3 separate regions of the Mus musculus genome follow, and all the other regions are linked to region 1. Evidence: chromatin contacts called from public promoter capture Hi-C data. All regions are on one chromosome and are shown on one strand. Each heading gives the region's core, a stretch centred on a gene start, on an enhancer-like site or on the middle of the called end of the contact. The rest is flanking DNA. Distances are from core to core; before and after follow the strand shown. Region 1 holds the start of Rtn1 (reticulon 1). Region 2 overlaps Rtn1 (reticulon 1). Region 3 overlaps Rtn1 (reticulon 1).

Evidence for each region. Promoter capture Hi-C pulls out the DNA fragments that hold promoters and counts their contacts.
Region 2: a promoter capture Hi-C map of hippocampal neurons shows a contact between it and region 1, with 2.9 times the contacts expected there. The contact joins the enhancer-like site here to the promoter of Rtn1 in region 1. A contact is called at or near these places in 7 of 39 promoter capture datasets (the 3T3-L1 cell line, the C10 cell line, HPC-7-derived erythroid cells and 4 more), 1 of 15 datasets of contacts at CTCF or cohesin (the NIH/3T3 cell line), 2 of 484 Hi-C or Micro-C datasets (cerebral cortex and frontal cortex) and 8 of 115 datasets of contacts at active chromatin or transcription factors (craniofacial prominence, embryonic basal ganglia, embryonic forebrain and 5 more).
Region 3: a contact with region 1 is called in a promoter capture Hi-C map of liver, with 4 times the contacts expected there. The contact joins the enhancer-like site here to the promoter of Rtn1 in region 1. A contact is called at or near these places in 7 of 39 promoter capture datasets (embryonic stem cells, frontonasal cranial neural crest, liver and 2 more), 1 of 15 datasets of contacts at CTCF or cohesin (pro-B cells), 25 of 484 Hi-C or Micro-C datasets (the AtT-20 cell line, cumulus cells, embryonic stem cells and 4 more) and 4 of 115 datasets of contacts at active chromatin or transcription factors (embryonic hindbrain, embryonic stem cells and stem cell-derived neural progenitor cells).

The regions. Positions count from the first base shown.
Region 1 is chr12:72,406,865-72,410,702 of GRCm38.p6, forward strand. It overlaps Rtn1 (reticulon 1), which reads right to left and starts at 2,190. Exons shown (of 9, transcript NM_153457.7): 1 at 1,447-2,190. The coding sequence starts at 1,687.
Region 2 is chr12:72,211,737-72,215,574 of GRCm38.p6, forward strand. Rtn1 (reticulon 1) reads right to left here. Exons shown (of 9, transcript NM_153457.7): 9 at 13-841. The coding sequence ends at 799. Among named protein-coding and RNA genes, the nearest start is that of Ccdc175, 29 kb to the left of the region's middle. Within about 2 kb of position 2,070, at least 9 of the 459 cell types and tissues checked have an H3K27ac peak or open chromatin away from gene starts, as enhancers often do. A contact at or near this core is called in cerebral cortex and hippocampal neurons, where this site is marked.
Region 3 is chr12:72,266,809-72,270,646 of GRCm38.p6, forward strand. The region is part of intron 3 of Rtn1 (reticulon 1); the gene reads right to left. It overlaps Gm52013 (a long non-coding RNA gene), which reads left to right. Exons shown (of 3, transcript XR_003950281.1): 3 at 1-3,838. Among named protein-coding and RNA genes, the nearest start is that of Gm52013, 8.7 kb to the left of the region's middle. Within about 2 kb of position 1,978, at least 1 of the 459 cell types and tissues checked has an H3K27ac peak or open chromatin away from gene starts, as enhancers often do. A contact at or near this core is called in liver, where this site is marked.

The sequences.
Region 1 (3,838 bases), core at 940-3,439:
TTTAAATCCTATAACCCATAACAATATATGACAAATAGGGCTGTCAATCTTTGGCTCTTTTCACATTTAGTTTTTCCCTTCCTCCCTCCCCCTCCATGCCCCAACCTCTTCTTTCCCCTCCCCCTCCTGCCCTGCCCTTCCTTCTTTCACTTGCTTCTCTTTTTATTTCTTGGTCCCCACTTTCTCTTCCCATTATTCAACACATTCTCCAAATCTCCTTTCCTGGCTTAAATCATGTTTGTTCTAGAGCAGAGTTTAGACAACCCGAGGCACTCCATATAACCCTCGAGAGGGGGTGGCTTAAGAAAGGGGTTTCCCTAAATCAGCTGCCAGGAACACATACGCCAGTCCCACCCTCGTCGCCTCCTCCAGGAACACCCACTCCCCAGGCCTCACACTACATTACCCAAACTACACAACTCCCACTCCAGCACAGCAGAGCCTCTCTCTCAGACAACAGCACAACACACCACCCCCTACAGTATTCCTTCTGAAAACAGCGATAACCAGGTAGCCGCCCCTCCCCCGCGGCGCCTGTCTCTAGCTTCCAACAGTCAGGACAAGCCATGGCCCTAGGGTTGATTCCACCAGGCAAGGATTTGGAGCGAAGGGCAAGTCAGGGGGAAAGAGAGGCCCAATCACTGACAATTTTTCAAAACGCAAAGATGAGTTCAGACTGCTGGGTAAACTGAGGCTGGACCACTGGCCACAGTCCCAGCATTCCAATCTGCAGCTGCTAAGACCTTCACATTTTAGGGGGTTCAAGTTTCAATACTCTGATAGATTCAGAAAAGAGCGGCTAGGAAATAAAGAAAGAAGGCTACAACTTCCAACCTTCCCAACAATGCTGTCCCTCCGGAATTCAGCTTGGGACTCATGGGGGTTTGTTTTCTGCGCGGGAGAAAGAGCTGAGCTGGAGGAAAACTGGAAAGGAGTAGGGTGTGGTGATTCCTTGAGGGAAGAGAAAGGGAAAATAAAGTCTCTGCGGTACTCCGGTGCCCTAAACCCAGCGGGAGGGTCCTGAGGCGGTGGGCCCGCCCGCTGATAGGCAGTCGTCTATCTCTGCTGTGGAGCTCGCTGAGCGCAAACACGCCCCAGAAAAACATCACAACCTGTCACTCCCCGCCCTGCTGCCCTGAGACCCCTGACAAGAAGAGAAAACTTGTTCCGGGGCGCAACAGAAGCCAGGCTTGCCAACGAGGACAATGTCTAAGGCTGAAAAAAGAGTAAAAATGAAATTACTGGACCAACAGCCTTCTTCCTCCTAGCCGCTGGCAGCACCCTGCTGTTTTCCACCAGTCCGCTAATATTTACAGTCGCCAGGAGCGAACCCCTACCTCCAGGTAGACAGGCCAGGAAGACGCAGAGAAAAGCTGTGGACTAGGGGACCCACAAGAAACACGGTCCCGGCCTCCATTTGCGGGGTCGCGGTGCGGGCCGGCTTACCTGTGGATGCAGTTTCCATGGCGACGGGAGGCGACCGGGCGGGGCCGGAGCACAGTTCCCGCGACGACGTTACCCCAGCTCCAGCGCCCGACCCCCAGGCGGGCTCCCCATCCTGCTGCGCTGGCCTGGCCCCCATCACCGCCGTCGCTTCGTCTTCCCCATCCCCCCGGCCCCCGAACCACTGGGACCCGGGGCTACCCAGAGACAGCGGCTCATCTTGCAGATCCGGCGGTGCGGCCATGGCTGGCTGTGCCCCAGGCTGGGCTACTGTGGCTTGGCAAGGCCGGGGTGCGCTGGCTAGGGACGCGGACGCTCCCTGCTGCTGTCCCTACCGGGACTCCGGACTCCAGAAGGCTGCAGAGTCTCCGCGCCACCGTCGCTGCTTTTGCTGCAACTCGGGCCGAGCCGCGGCTGCTGTTCTGGGCGCTTCGGCTCCTCCTTCTCCCCCTCCTCTTCCTCCGGGGCCCCGGGGCGGCTGCCGCCCGCGCTCCTCCCCTGCTCCAGAGGCAGCTTGCTGTGCCTGCGCTGCTTCGCTACTCCCAAGCCTGTTATTACGCAGGTGAAAATGGCCTGCTTGGTCCGAGTCCTCCCTAATGCACGTCAGCCCCGGGCCTGTTAATGGCAGCCTCTGATTAGGGGATGTGCCAAACCCACTTGTTTTACCCTTTATCTGGGGAAGAATACACAGAGAGGACCAGCAGGTACTGGCTGCAGCTTGACTAGACAAGAAGTTAAAACCAGACTGGAGTCCTAGGACTCTAGGATAGAAAGCGAATCTCAGAACAACCGTTCTGAGGGTTAGCTGCATAAAGGACACTGGCCTGAGCCTTGACCTGGTGATCTGCAACCTGGAGGTTAAATCCTTCATCCTGAAGTTTCCAGAACCGGCCCAAACAAACAAACAAAAACAATAACAAAACAGTATAGGAATGGGCCCTCAGATGGAACTCCACAAAAATGCTTTCCAGACCTGTCCCAAGTAGCATTGAAAGCAAACAGGATGCTACCAGGCATTAAACAACAACAACGACGACGACAGCAACAGCAACAACAAATGGCTGTGCCATATAAATGACAGGCCGTGTTGGGCAGTCTGTTTTGAGAAGTGGAAATCCACAGGAACTTCTTGCTCCCCCTCCCCACCCCTTTTCTGTGCTCTCTGATACTTAATGAACAGTAAAGGCGACTCACCTACATGTGCTATTCCCATATTTAGACCTATTTAGACCTATCTTTTCAAACAAGCCGTCTTACCGGTTCCTGAACTGTAAAATGGTGTGTGCCTTTCCTTTAAGTCTTGGCTCAAGTCTAACATCAGAGTAGATGAGTACAGTTATCGGTTAGTCCTACTCAAAAAAAGTGGAAGGCAACTGTGCCCTTGCATGCAGAGTGGTTGTGTAGGGTTCTCAGCTACCATTTGCATACCAGGAGCATCACAACTATCTGTAAATTCAAAGGCCAGAGTCATCAACATCTGGGACTCCTAAAAATGATGAAAATAGAAAATTTTTTATTCACTGTAATCTTTTGTTCTACTAGTACAACAATGCTCAAAAGATAGCAATAAATTGGAGGAAAATGTGTGTAATCTTACAGTCACCAAAATTTTACAGATTGATGTATTAAAAATTAATTCCTGAGTCCAGAGAGACAGCTTAGTATTTAAGAGTGATTGCTGCTTTTCCGGGGGACCAGACCTGACAGCTCACACTTGCCTGTAACTCCAATACACACACACACACACAAACCACTACACCTTTGAAAAAATTGGTTTCTATGAAATATGTTCATTATCTTCATAGTGACAATGGCATCACAGTTGTATGCATGGGACAAAAATCAAGTTGTCATGTGTATGTGTGCAATTCAATGTGTACCAGTTATTCTAATAAAGCTATAAAAATTATCTCCCTCTGTAATAACAAATTCTTGGTTATCCTGAATCATTATAGCTTTTTTTAACATAAGATAATAGGCACCTTGTTTAGAATGCCATAATGTATCAAGAATGCCAGGGAGGAACTTTCTTACAGTTTCATTATTAATATGCCAAGAACACTGGAAGCACATGGCTATTAAGGAATACTGAATTTGAGGCACTATGATAAAGAGAACATATAATTTGTTTCTCTGAAAAACACTAAAGAATAGAATCACTGGAAAACCTGACTAACTCCAAACCCCTTTGTATCCTTATGATTAAGTAGATAAAGGGATATGACTCTAATGTTCATCATTAAATAGATATGACCCATTTCATCAGCTACCAATCAATACTCTCATTTAAGAATATGTAGAGAAAATAACCAATTAAGTCTATTTCTGTTTTATTTGTTATAGGAAAAAGACAATTTCATTTTGATAAATTATTCTGAAAGCACATGTGGTGTGC
Region 2 (3,838 bases), core at 820-3,319, 200 kb before region 1:
ACAGAGAGAAATGTCTACATTTAGTCACATTTATTGATGCATTCAGTATCAAGTACATAAGTGCAAATATCCAGAGTCTGTGATTGAGTCCATTAGGAACTACAGAGGAAGTAATACAAATTGTAATAAAGTCAACATGCTGGCACCTTTAGTTACCATACATGTAAATCAGCCCAGGCATCCCATAGGAGAAAAGTACTGTGCGTTCATTTTGGATTTATTCTTTAATTCGATCATTCTAAGTTATACAAAATGGATCACCATATGTACGGTCAACTGTTTTATATTAATTTTTATGTTCTCTGTGTGTGGGGAAATGCTAAAACATTGGCCTACAATTCTATATAGTGTTATTAGAGATGAATCCATCCAGCAACCCAAGGACATGATAAGCGATCCACTATGTGTCAGCGCACTTGGCAAGAAAGGCCTAGCCACAGGGACAGTAGAAGCTACAGAAGCGTTGCAGAGGGGAGGACATCGAGGGAGGAGGGAGAACGTGGGCTCTCACCATCATGCACTTTTTTTCTTTTCTTTTCTTTTTTTTTTTTTAGCAACACGAAATCAAAAACCACATCTAACACACTCTATACTTTAGTGCTTGACACGGGGGTGGGGAGGGGGCGGCTCATATATCCTAAGAGTACAGGAAGAGCCTCAAAACACCTGTCTCAAAGTTTGCCTCTAAGATTATGGTACCAGGAAAGGGAAACAATCAATTTGCAGTAACGAGGAAGGAGAGAGCTGTTACCACTCCAGACACCCCCACTCATGTCCGGCTTCTCCTGGGGTGACCATCTACTCAGCGTGCCTCTTGGCGCCGGGGATTTTAGCCTGGATCCTACAAAGGTAAAAGTCAAAGGGTTACATTGCAAATGGTACCCATGAAACCACTTTGCGTGGTCATAATGTGGCTTTACTGACTTGAGTAGTTAAACAGCAGGAGTATCCTAGAAACACTTATAAAGCAATGAGAAGGAACAGAACGTTGAATGGGGCCCAGACAAGAGAGCTGCATTCTCTAGCTCAGCTTTTTGGTAGATGGGATGGCCAAAGTGGCTTCTTTCACAGCTACAGAGATTGTGATAGTCACCACTGGCTACTTAGTCCTGGGCACTTCTGAAAGAGGGTGCAATGGCTATACCAGGAGTCAAAATTAAACTGAGGTGTGTCCTGGCAGAGGAATTTCTTCACCTAATACCCCTCCTATCACAAAATATCCAGCAGTGGTACTAAGCCTGGGTCCTAGTTCCAGATACTGCTATTCATTCATCGAATGAACCTCTCTCACAGCTTAGAAGGTCTTGTGCGAGTGTGCGTCTGTGTCTGTGTGCACAGGTATATATGTGAGTGGGGATGTGTGCGTGTGTGCTGAGACAAGAGGCCAATTTCTGGTGACGTTCTTGAGTTGCTTTCCACCTTGTCTTTTGAGACCAGATCTGTCGCTGGCCTGAGGTGTGCTGGGTTGGCTGGGTTGGCTGTTGAATCCCAAGAATGGGCCTGGCTTTGCCACGCTGGCACCAGGATTCTAAGTGCTCACCACAGTGCCTGGTTTATTTTAACATGGTTCTTACTCCTGGGCAGCCAAAGATGTCCTGACTGAGATCCCTCTCTAGAAAATCATCTTGAACATGTGGGGGACCAGATATTGTCAAGGCTCCTAACATTCTGTACTGCAGCCATTGTCCTGGGGTATCTGCTATCATTTTAGGATTCTAGGAGCTTTTGTTTATTGATCTGGAGCCTTAATAGTTCAGCTTGCAGACTAGGATTGTCACCTCCCTATGCACTAGGCAACCTTCAACGTTCTAGAATTTAGAGAGACCAGGGACTTCTGCAGAGTTTTCCTCCTCATAGGGATGGGAGAGAGTGAAGTAAACAAGGGGACAGGATGTTCAGATGGTGACAAATGCTATAAAACAATACAAGGCAACGGGATAGGAAGGGAGGGGGAGTGGTGGGGAAGTGGGTGGAGCCCACTTTAGAAATAATGAGCTAAGAAACAGATGCCTAAAACACAGGCAGGAGCCAGCCGACAGAGATCTGGAGGCTTCAGGCGGAGAAGGCAGAGTACAGAGGCCTGGAAGGAGCTTAGACGTTGAAGGGGCAGGTCTGAAAAGCTCCTGCCTCCAGCTTCCTGCCCAACGGTGTTAGAACTTAGGGAGTATGGCAAAGGGTTTAAATTCTATTCTGGGTGACAGGAAGCCATTGATAAAGCAGGGAACGGGATGATGCAGCCTGATTCGTTTTCTTTAAAGAATCACGATGATCCCAGTGTGGAAAACAAAGAGGGAGATGGGAGCAGAAGCGATCCTGGCCGGAGAACAAGCTACAGAAGTAAGGTGTCAGATGGTGACGGGCAGGACCACGTGGTAGACACGAAACAGCCAGGTGAATGGTCTTGAGATCTCAGTTGGAGAAGGGGCTGGAGGTAGACCCCTTGCCTTGCAGCCAGAGTAATGGGTAGCATGATAAATAGGCATTTATCAAGATGTCGAGGACAGATGGCAACCAGACTCTGAGATCTAACAGCACGATACTTGGCCATGTGGGTCTGAAATGTCTATGGGGCATGCAAGGGAGAGCCATCTGATAATCGGGAAGTAAAGATGAGTCTTGGCACAGGAGGGCAGGGGGGAAGACACAAGTGTGGAACCCTTGATCTGGAGGCAACATTTGAGGTTGGTGGAAGATCCTAAGAAATTTTTCTTAGACTCTAGTGCTGGGCAACACAGGCTACTGATGAACTCTGGTTTTTTATAACTTACCCAGTTTCTCTTTTTGCTTTGGCTACCAGGAAATGCAGCCAACCTGATTTAATTTCTATTATAGGAGCCCTGTTCTCATGAGTGACATGTTGTTTTCAAAGCTTTGATTCTCAACTATAATCTAACAATTAGACTATATATGGATGCATATGTATATTTATTTTGCATTGTGATAGCCTCTGAGTTGACAGGCACGCTTTTAGACTCTCCCCTCCAAATCTCTCAGGAGACTGTCACTAAACCATTTCCACACAGTGCAATCACAATGACATCAGCTCCCTGGTTGGAAACACCAGGGGCCATCCCGTGAGTGCTCGTCTCCTGGCATCAGCCTTGCCATCTGTATTCTTGCCTCCCATTTGGGCTGCAGGACAGTGGCTAGCGCACTTCCTGAACAGGATAATTTTTGTGCCTTTCTATGTGCTTAGGTCATTTTCTCCTCTTGCAGTGTCTTTCTCCCTATTACCCTCTACATGAATGCTTATCCCTGCTTCAGGGCCTGTGCCAAATGGCGCCCTACCTACGGGCTTTCCAGGATCCACTCTCAGAGCTGCTGCTTCCTCAGTGCTCCAACTCTAGAATTACATACAGCTCTCTTGTAGCATCCACATCACCTCATGGATATTCCTTTATAATTTATACCAACAGGCTGAGGACTCCTGTTGCGTTGGACTCAACCATCTTCTTCATGCCTTCTCCCTTCACCATAGCAACACAGGTAATAGTCTCTAGAACTAAGTGTCCAGCCCTCACCCTACCCCCACCCTCACTCATAAGATTTCTTCAAGATTATCTAACTGAATATTGTATAATTTCAGCCCAAAACTTCTAGTTCCAGCTGCCAAATTCCCATTCAGGTTTTCTGGAGCTATAATTTTTAAACATAGTTCTAGTTTCCCAAGAGTTACCTGGGGGCTTCATTGAAATGTAAATTATAGGTCATCAACTCTAGAAATTCTAATGCTATAAGCTTGTTTTGGATCTCTCCAGTCTTTTGCCTTTGAATTGACTCTTGACTTTAGTACCAGCACTTTCTGTTCTATGCCATTCTGCCATTTCTGTACATTGAA
Region 3 (3,838 bases), core at 728-3,227, 140 kb before region 1:
CTTCTTCAGAATTGACCTGCTGCTGCTGATTCGTGAATGGTGTTTGCGAGTGGATTGAGCTTCCACTGCTGACTCATGGGAACTGAGCTGCTGACATCCTGACAACAAAGATTGGAATGGCCCCAAAGAGCTGTTACAAGCAGGTCCACATCCTCCTTTGCCCTATTAACCTTTCCTTTCCACTCCCTCTGGTGGGTGGTGGACTACAGGGAGGTTAAAACATCTAGGAAACCTTATTAAAGCAGGTTGTGAAAAATCTAAGCCTACGCAGAAGCAGACTGAAGGAAAATTGTGGAAATGCTGGTGATGGCTACCCCAGGTGACTGCATTGTAGATGACAATTCTATCTATTTTTGTATTTATAGTATCTGTATTTAATGCTATCCTTTTTTATTTTCTCTGCCTCTCTTTTTATCCTCAGCATCCATAACTATGGTAACAGTGGTAATCTCTATACCTCTGCCTATAATTTAGACCATTATATGCACACAGTAACCACAGCAAACCTTAGAACACTTTTTAAAGCTAGACCTGTGAGTATTCTCTAACAAGAGATCAAGTACTTAGTATTTCCGTTTTTCCTTTCTTCTTTTGCTGTTTTGTTTTTTGACACAGGGTTGTATGTAACTGAGGCAGGCTTTGGACTCCTTGTTCTGGGTCTTTCTCTCAAGTGCTCGGATTTCAGGCACATATCGCAGTGCCTGGCCCTCATGGTTTCTTACGTGATTTTTGTTTCCTTTATAGTTTGCTGTCCCTCAAGATTTAGGAATTTGATTTGCATGAGAGAGGAACATAATAGTTTGTTTCTGTGGAACAATGTTTTCCTAGAACCCAAAAGTCAGAAGTCCTTAAAACATATATGTTTCATACTTGGTGCTGAAAATACAGTTGGGGTTGAACAGGGCTCGGTGGGTAAGTGCACTGGCTGCTCTTGCAGAGGACCCAGGTTCCAGCACTCACAACCATCTGCAACTCCAGTTCCAGGGATCCAGTGCCCTCTTCTGGCCCCTTTGAGTACTGCATGTGCATGCATGTGGTACACAGACATAAATGCAGGCAAAACTCTCATATGCATAAAATAACAAAATAAGAATGGACAAAAGTTCTGGAAATGTGCTGAGATGTGAGAAAGAAGAGTGGATACTGTCTCAGTTCCCCAAGGACCCCGTAGTTAAAGTCTGCAGTCCCCCTGTACCTTTTACCTAACAGAATCAGTCCTTATGGGGTTTCGTTATCAGCATTTAAGGGTACAGGCAATGGGGGGGGGGGGAGGAGTAGGACAATGAGGCCTTGGTTCCAAGACTGGTAGAGCTTGTTTCTGTAGAAGATACAGAAAATCAAGTGACTCAAAATACTCAGGAGATACACTGGTTGAAATATAAGCGGGCCAGTTTGAGCCCACATCTCCCGGCATCTCTCAGTTTACACTGTGATGTCCTCCAAGCTTAGCCCTGCAGCCTTCCAATGGGAAATTGCTAATGGGCACTTCTCTCTCCTTCCAACTGACAGATTACTTTAATCTGTTTAAATGTGTACAAAGGTGGCATTAATTTTTATAAATTAACAGCCACAGCTTTTTAAAAAAATCTATTTCAGACTTAACCTTAGATAAGGAACAGGAAAATGGAACATTCGCCGTCTGACTGACAGGAAAAAGCAAACTTTGCAGTTTTGAAAAGATGAGGTCCCCACAAATGTTGTTTATTAAGTATCCAGAACTATGATTCCCTTTTCTTCTTTTTCTTTTTTGAATATTTCTATATATATTTAATTTACATATAATTAATTATATAAACTTGAGAGATGTTTATTAGGCTACACTTTCTGGCCAGTCTAAGGCACTTTCCTGAGACACGGCTGGCATGGGAGTAGATGTCACAGCGAGATTTTTAACTGCAACTCCTGAAATCATTATTTGTTCCCCTGCCAGGTGAGGCTGTTACTGATCTGCTTGCTGGCCCCAGCTCCTGCCAGGCTAGGTGCCCAGCGCTGTGGCCGCCCCTCCAAAGGCTCCTCTCTTCTCTTACTCCCTGACCTCTTCAGTTGCAGGTAGTCGCTCTTGTTAAAAGTGCTCTTGGCTTTTGTCTGCCATTAAAAAGACTGATTACCTATCTAATTTCCTCTTGGGCTCTCTGTTTCTACTGTTAGGAAAACTATCCCCATGTTTTGCTAGTCTTTGTGAAGTCCTTATTATCTGGGACTATGTTTTGAATTAGTTGCTAATACTTTTGATGGCTGAATTTCTGAGGGCTCCAAATATACAATAAACATCTGCCTTGCAAAGGACTGGTCACACACCAAAGGAAGAATACATGGTTACAATCAAGGCAAGACTGCCTTCATTCCTCCCTTCCTCTTCCTTCCTTCCCTCCCTCCCTCTCTCCTTCCCCCTTCCTTCTCTCTTTGCTTCTCTTCTTCCCTCCCTCCATCCCTCCATCATCATCACCGTCATCATCACCACAGTCACCATCACTATCATTGCCGCTGCCGCCACCACCACCACCACCATCATCATCATGGCCTTTCTGTTTTTCACTTATGGCTGTTATTAGTATTCATTAAATGATCAGGTTCATGACTGTTTATAGATTTGTTAATTTTGTTTAATAACTTTAATATAAAATGTAAAACTAAGGCATGAATTTGAGGGGGGGCACTAGAGGAGTCAGCATGGAGAGGGAGGGTAGAAGTGATGTGAACACACACACTCCTGGACGATACTTCCAAAGCAATCAATAGAAAGGTCACGGTTCAGACTCTGAAGTTCGGTTGCTGCTGAATGCATCTTGCATTTCAGCTCTGCTAAGCTGAGCGACTGTCAGTGACCCATCATTGTCAGTAAATCATCTGTACAATGAAGTTTAAAAGACCAAAGCCCTTTCACCACCGTTCATTTTCTTTCTAGGCCCCGGCTTTGCACATCAATTTTGGCGTCTAGCTTCATTAGATTCATAGTGTTTCCAGGAGCCACAATTGAGGCTTTTCTGCTTTATCACTGGGTGATTCTAAAGTTTATGATACTCACAGAATTGTGGAATATCTAAAAATAATCTGAGGTATTATATTATCTATATATCACTGCATGACAAACAAGATTCAGAATGGTATATAGTAAACACCTAGCATAGTATTATCTCTTAGGTCATTATTACAAAATCAGTATATTTAGACTCACGAAAGGGAAGAATCGCTGGCTTACTCAAACAGAAGACGACCTTTAGCATCTGTTGGGTCATTCTAGACTTTCTTCAGTGTTTTTACATGTGGATGTCTCGATGTGGGGTACATCTGTGTGTGTGCATGCTCTCATGTGAGTGTGTGTGTACGTGTATATGGGTGTGTCTTCTTCCATTGGGTTTGCACCTTGTATCTAAGGGCAGGGTCTCTTGCTGAACTCAGAGCGGCTGGTTGGTTAGTCTGGCTAGCCATCTTGCTCTGGGATCCCATAGCTTCACCTTCTGAAGGTTGGGATAAAACATAGGCAGCCACACCCACATTGTAGGTGGGGGCTGGGGATCCAAATGGCAGCCCCTGTGTATCAGCTCACTGCCCTGTGAGCCGGCCCCTCCAGCTCTTGTTTCTTTGGTTTTTAAAGACAAAACTCAGCCACTGCTTCTCTTCATGTTTCATTTTATTTTCTTTGATTTATTTTTTTCTTAGCAAGATAACTTCCTTCATAATTTATTTTTATCTGAGTTACAGGTGACTTAAAGCCTCAGACTGTAGGTGTCTTAGTCAGGGTTTCTATTCCTGCACAAACCTCAGGACCAAGAAACAAGTTGGGGAGGAAAGGGTTTATTCAGCTTACACTTCCATACTGCTGTTCATCACCAAGGAA